2 separate regions of the Mustela erminea genome follow, and region 2 is linked to region 1. Evidence: chromatin contacts called from public Hi-C data. All regions are on one chromosome and are shown on one strand. Each heading gives the region's core, a stretch centred on a gene start, on an enhancer-like site or on the middle of the called end of the contact. The rest is flanking DNA. Distances are from core to core; before and after follow the strand shown. Region 1 overlaps KIF9 (kinesin-like protein KIF9). Region 2 overlaps KLHL18 (kelch-like protein 18).

Region 1 (2,878 bases), core at 153-2,652:
GGGCCGCATGCTGAAAGAAGCCACCTACATCAACAAGTCGCTGTCATTCCTGGAGCAGGCCATCATTGCCCTCGGGGACCAGAAGCGGGACCACATCCCCTTCCGCCAAAGCAAGCTCACCCACGCCCTGAAGGACTCATTAGGTGAGGGTGCGGGTGGTACCCCGGCAGGAGGGACAGACTGGGCCTCGCTGCCACTGGTGATCACGGAATTGCTCCCTTCCGCTGGCCTGCGCTTCCCTGCGGCCTCTTCTCCGTGACCCCAGACGCAGACACAGCGGAAGAGGCAGAAGCATGAGTGGTATCCTTGTCTGTCACCCACAGCGTGCCATGCTATTCCCGCAGAACCTTGGTGGCAGCTTTTCCCTCTGCTGGGAATACCGTCTCCTTTCCCCTCATCTCTAAACCTGGAAGAATCCTTCATGGCCCTCAAGACCGTGGTGGGCCTCTCCCTACGCTGCCTTCTCTTCCCCTACGGCCTCTCTAACAGAGGAGCAGGGGCTGTGTCTTTGCATCCTCACGTCTCCAGGCTTTCGTGTTGGGCCTGATGGCGCAGTCATGGGTGTCTGATTATTGGTGGAGTGCCACCAGTAGCGAAACCCTGGCCCGCAGCCCCATGCCAGTCTCCTCTGCTCTCCTGCTCCTGCTCCTCTTTTAGGTACATCCTGTGGCCTCTCCCCTTCCCCTCCCTCCTCCAGCCTCAAACATGCTTGGATGTGTCCCCTGTAACCCTGTCTGAGTCAACTCGGGCGGCTAAAACAGACTGGGGGGCGCCCACACAACAGACGTTTATCTCTGACGGCTCTGGAGGCTGCAAGTCCCAGATCAAGGTTCAGCCTGGATGGTTCCTGGTGAGGACTCTGTTTCTGGCTTGTAGACGGCTGCTTTCTTGCCGTGCCTTCACGTGGCCAAGAGAAAGAAAGAAACAAGAGAGGGACTAGAAAGAGTTCTGGTCTCTCTCTCTTTCTTATAGGGCCACTAATCCCACTATGGGGGCTCTGTCCTCAGGACCTCATCTAAACCTCATTACTTCCCACAAGCCCCCTCTCTGGATGCGATCACATTGGGGGATAGGACTTCAACATAGGAATTTTGACAGGACACAGACACTCAATCCATAACAGACCCCCATCAGCCTTAAAGCAATCTCTTGGCAGAAAACCCACATGGTTCATGGCGCTTCTGTGTCCTGCTTTCTGCAGGGGGAAATTGCAATATGGTCCTCCTGACGAACATCTATGGAGAAGCTGCCCAGTTAGAAGAGACGGTATGTAAAGACAGCCCACACGGCCTACTTGGAATCCTTCTCACGGATTCCAGGGCTGGGTAAGGCTGGCTCTGGGCTGGCTAAGCTGGCATACTTAGCCACAGACATTGTCAAAAGGGAAGGGATCCAGGGGATGAATCAGCCAAAATTGCTGCAGGAGGCCCAGGCAAGATCCACATACCAAGTACCAAGGGGCAGAGGCTGTGTTGAGGAGACAAGGCAGGAAGCAGGCACAGGGTGGGGGCCTCTGTGATGAGAGTTTCGCAGGGGGAAAGGACTGTGCTCCCTGGGGTGCTGCTCCTGTGAACTGGGATCTAGGACAGCGGATTTCTTGTTCTTCATAATTACACACTTAAAAATCTTAGAAGTACCACAGATTCTGGGCTGTGGATATAAGGCCTGTGTGAACTGACAGGCATTAAGCATGTGCGCTATGTGTAGCGTGGTAGGGATGTGCTGGGAAGAGCAGCTTGGGAGAGGTGAGGTGCCTGTGGCCTGAGGCCTCAAGGTTCCTTGCCATGGCCCTCGGTAACGTGAGAGGCCCAGATGAAGGAGCCCTTCAGAGGAAACGGGACTTTTCCTGAAACTGGGGTGAGGAAGGTGGGCACCGAGCCGGCTGCGGTTAAAGGATGTGTCGTACAGAAAGCTGAGGTGCTCCTGGCAGAGGACACTGTGGGCCCGAAGGTGTGGGCCGTGCCAGGAACATCTGGCCACTGCAGGGGAGGGCCTGGGAAGAAGAAGGGGAGAAAAAACTGCAGAGGCTACACGGGCACTGGTGGCCAGGCTGATGCTTTCGCTGTTCTGCCGGTTGCTGGGCTGTCATGGTGTTTGAGTAGGGGAGGGCTGTGGCCAACGTTGTGGCTCAGGGAGATTAACCCAGCTGCAGGACCCAGGTGACCTGGGAGGAGACAAGCTTAGGAGAACCAGAGGCAGTCATAGAGGCCATAATGGCTGAGGCAGTGACACGGGTAAGCTCATGCAGCTGGGCACCCCGGCAGCGGTCTTCCTCTGAAGGGTCACTTATCATAATCAGGCAGATTTGGGAAGCTCTCTGTAGGCATTTTGTTTTGTCAAGGGTGGACGGTTAGGGCAAGCTTCAGTCATCTGGAGAATCCACTTACGCGAAATAGATCCTTTCCAGGCACACTGCAGGGCCTCCCAGTTTCTTGCATTAGGGACCAGCCTGCGTCCAGAGAGGGTGCCCTGGGACTTGGGAGGCCAGGAGGGAGCTCCTGCTGACGTGCAGGCAGCATCCCCAGAGGAAGGCTTCAGGAACCTCCCAGTCTCAGCATGACAAAGCACGGGCGAACCCCAAGAGGAGCCATATGAAAATCGGGCCTCCTGACTGCCTTGCTGAGGAAATGCCCTCTGAGACAGGCCCCCCTCTCTCCTTATCCCCACCCCTGAGATCGTCACCGCAGAGGAAGCAGCTCACCTGGTACCTGGCATCCCCAGAGCCTTGTGACCCAGGACACAGCTCATGGAGCCCGGAGCTGCTGTTGGAAGGGCCTCGGGGGTTTGGGACAAAGGCATATTGGGGTGTGGAAGCGAATGATTCTCTTTTTCAAGTGCTTTAAGCCTTCCACCCTATTCCTGTCAAGGATCATATTGT
Region 2 (2,878 bases), core at 197-2,696, 68 kb before region 1:
ATCCCACGTGTGAGACTAAGTGTAGAACACAGGGGAAAGCAGCTGCTCTGCAGTGCCACCTGTTGGGGTTCCCTCGGGAGCCCTCTCCACCCTGGATGTATCTGAAACGTTCATCTTCTACTTCACTGTGCCCAAGGTCTCATTACAAAAGGTCCTCTCTCTCCTGCTCAAAAAGCCATCCTTGCCTCAACAACTATCAGTCAGTCCCTCCTGACCCCAGGCTGCCAGAGCAGCTTCTTTATCTCAGGCCTTGTCATCGTCGTGGTCACTCATTCACCCCTGGCGTCCCATGAGGCACTCAGGAGGCGTGCTGTCCTGGGCCCTAGAGTCACAGTGCCGAGCGAGCCAAAGCTCCTGTCCGCAGGGGCTCATTCTGGCGCCTGGGGGTGCTGGGAAGTCACCTGTCGCCTCTTTAACAAGTGGGGACCTCCTGGAAGACAGGGTCTCCCTCTGTGTGACTCTGACCATGCTTCATGTACTGCTTTGTACGGGACAGGCCTTCAATATGGGTTTGCTTTATTAGCCTGATTTTCCTATTTAATTCACTGCGAAGTTTGACAAATGTCTTTTCATGGCAGATGTGGCACTGACCGCCACTACTTTGTCCCTGTGGGTGACGCTATGCTCCCCTTGTGCACCGATGGAGGTCCTCTACATTCGCCATCCCCTCCCCCCAACCACACCTGCCAAGGAAGTGCCACCACCTTCACGGTACAGACGAGCAGCCACGGCTGGGGAGGCTGGCTCCTTCTCTGGGCTGCCCAGTGACAGGCATGCCTCGGATGAACATGAGCTCACTCCCACGCTGCCCACCGTGCCCCCCTCTTCCCAGATCAAAGACCCAGCAGTCTGGCATAATCAGAAAATCTGTTCTACACAATGCCTCAAGAGAAATTAGACATGTGTGCCAAGCTGCCCGATTCACTATTTTCAAATCTGATGCTGGAGAAGATTCAAAATGAATCTGGGTGGCTGACAAACAGGAAAATAAAATATGCCAGGTTTAACTGCCACCTTTCAAATGTTCACAGGAAACAAAGCTGATCCCCGTAATGTCCCTTCGAGTGACACCGTAAGAGACCCCCTCAACTGGCCCGGAAGAGGAAAAGGACTTTTGCCTCAGGCAAGGATGGTGGGAAGACCACAAATTCACTAGACACTGTCATGTGCTTCCAGAAGTGGACAGAAGGAACAACACAGTAGTTTAGCAACCATATGAGGGAGAAGAGTCATAGAACCGAGTGAGGTTAACTATCAACCGGGTGATAAAGCCAGTGTGAAGACGGAGGAGGCCTGCTTGGTCCACCAGAGGAAGCATGGCCTGGAACACTGCAGGCGAGGGGAAGGATGATGGCAGGAAGGAGCTTGTCACCACTAGCAGGACAGAGAGCCGTGTGGGACGGTAGGCAAGAAGTGACTCAGAACAGTTTTTGGCAGCCTGTAATTTCAAAGGGATGAAACGGAGCCGGGTCTTTGCTAATAAGAGGGCATTAACCACAGTGAGGGAAGGGGATGCCCGGAGGACTCTTCTCCCAGACAACACTCCAAACTCTGTGACATCAAAGCAAGGAAGTTGCCCAGAGCAGACACCCAGAGAAGAACGGGCTGCAGTAAAAGCAAAAAAGGCACTCATGGCTGGGGAAATGGAGCAATGAGTCATCCGAGGCCACAGAAGGCTGTGAGACGCCCAAGGACAGAAAAGGGAAGCACTGAGGTATGGGGAGGAAGGAACCGGGAGACTGTTAGCTCAGGGAGGAGCCGATCATGTATACAAATTTTTCTTCCCAAACAAACCTACTGTGACCCTTTGTGAATCTGGTCTTACCGGTACAAAGGCAGACTCCTCCCTGCTCAAGGCCACACACTAATATTGCAAAACATGGTATGTGCGCCTCCTGGCCTGACACTTCTTCCTCACCACACAGGCAGTCGCTTGATCTTACACTCACAACAACCAGAGCAGGGTCAGACAAAGGGGCCTATCAGGCAAATGCTTAGGCCACAGAATTTACAAAGCAGAAATGCCCTCAAAGAGCATCTGCCCCAGTCGTTTTCAAACTGCCCCTTTCAAAAACAACTCCTGTGACTTTCCCCCTAAAGTTGGGCATCTGTCACGGAAGCTTGACTCATGAGAGAGATGCAGAACTGTTCTGGTTACTGGGGTACGGACTGTCTCCTCCGTCAGCCCCGGAAGAGAGAGCTGAGCGCTGCTTGAAGCCGCTGACCCGGGGTGGCCCCACGGAGGGCAGAAGAACAGAAGACCCTGTCCAGTGATCCCTCCTACTCCAGAGCCCAGCTGTGCACATGCTCCCCACATGCCTGACGGAAGGAAGAGGCCGCCTGCCCCTTCAGCACTCAGAAGGCTGAATGGAGGTGCCATTCAAATGCCCTCCAACTCCTCTTCAGGAAATCTAGCAGGCAAGTGACAGAGGAGACAAGTATCTGGAGTGTGTTAAGAGACATAAATCCGGTCCACCTATGTGCTCACACCTGGCGGAGGGAGGAGGGGACTGAGAGAAGCACATTGCTATAGCGTGGGAGAAGCACGGGTGTGGCAGGGATCCAGGGGTGGGGGTGGGGCGAGAGTATAAGGGACAATGCCGCTCATGTCTTTTCATCACTAATAAAGTTAAACCCTCCTTACTCTCCAAGTTTCACCTGTAATCTTCCGGATGTTTCCATCCAGTTTCTTTCCCTTTTGGAAATCTACCATAACATATGTTTCAGTCCTTATCTGACACTTAAATAACAATACAACTTCTACATGTCTGTGTCTCCTCAACGGACAAGGCAAGGATTTTACTTTGGAGCAGATGGGGGCGAGCTCCGGGTAGGTGCTGGCAGTGGCTGGCCTAGCCACAGGAAACCGCCAGGCCAG

What was found. Hi-C and Micro-C count contacts between places; a contact is called where the count stands out from the background.
Region 2: a Hi-C map of fibroblasts shows a contact between it and region 1, with 2.7 times the contacts expected there. The contact joins two enhancer-like sites. A contact is called at or near these places in 2 of 3 Hi-C or Micro-C datasets (fibroblasts and spleen).

What each region holds. Positions count from the first base shown.
Region 1 is chr1:17,426,250-17,429,127 of mMusErm1.Pri, reverse strand. KIF9 (kinesin-like protein KIF9) reads left to right here. Exons shown (of 21, transcript XM_032318026.1): 8 at 1-143; 9 at 1,202-1,266. Among named protein-coding and RNA genes, the nearest start is that of KIF9, 21 kb to the left of the region's middle. Within about 2 kb of position 1,402, the one cell type or tissue checked has open chromatin away from gene starts, as enhancers often do. A contact at or near this core is called in fibroblasts, where this site is marked.
Region 2 is chr1:17,493,794-17,496,671 of mMusErm1.Pri, reverse strand. The region is part of intron 7 of KLHL18 (kelch-like protein 18); the gene reads right to left. Among named protein-coding and RNA genes, the nearest start is that of PTPN23, 45 kb to the left of the region's middle. Within about 2 kb of position 1,446, the one cell type or tissue checked has open chromatin away from gene starts, as enhancers often do. A contact at or near this core is called in fibroblasts, where this site is marked.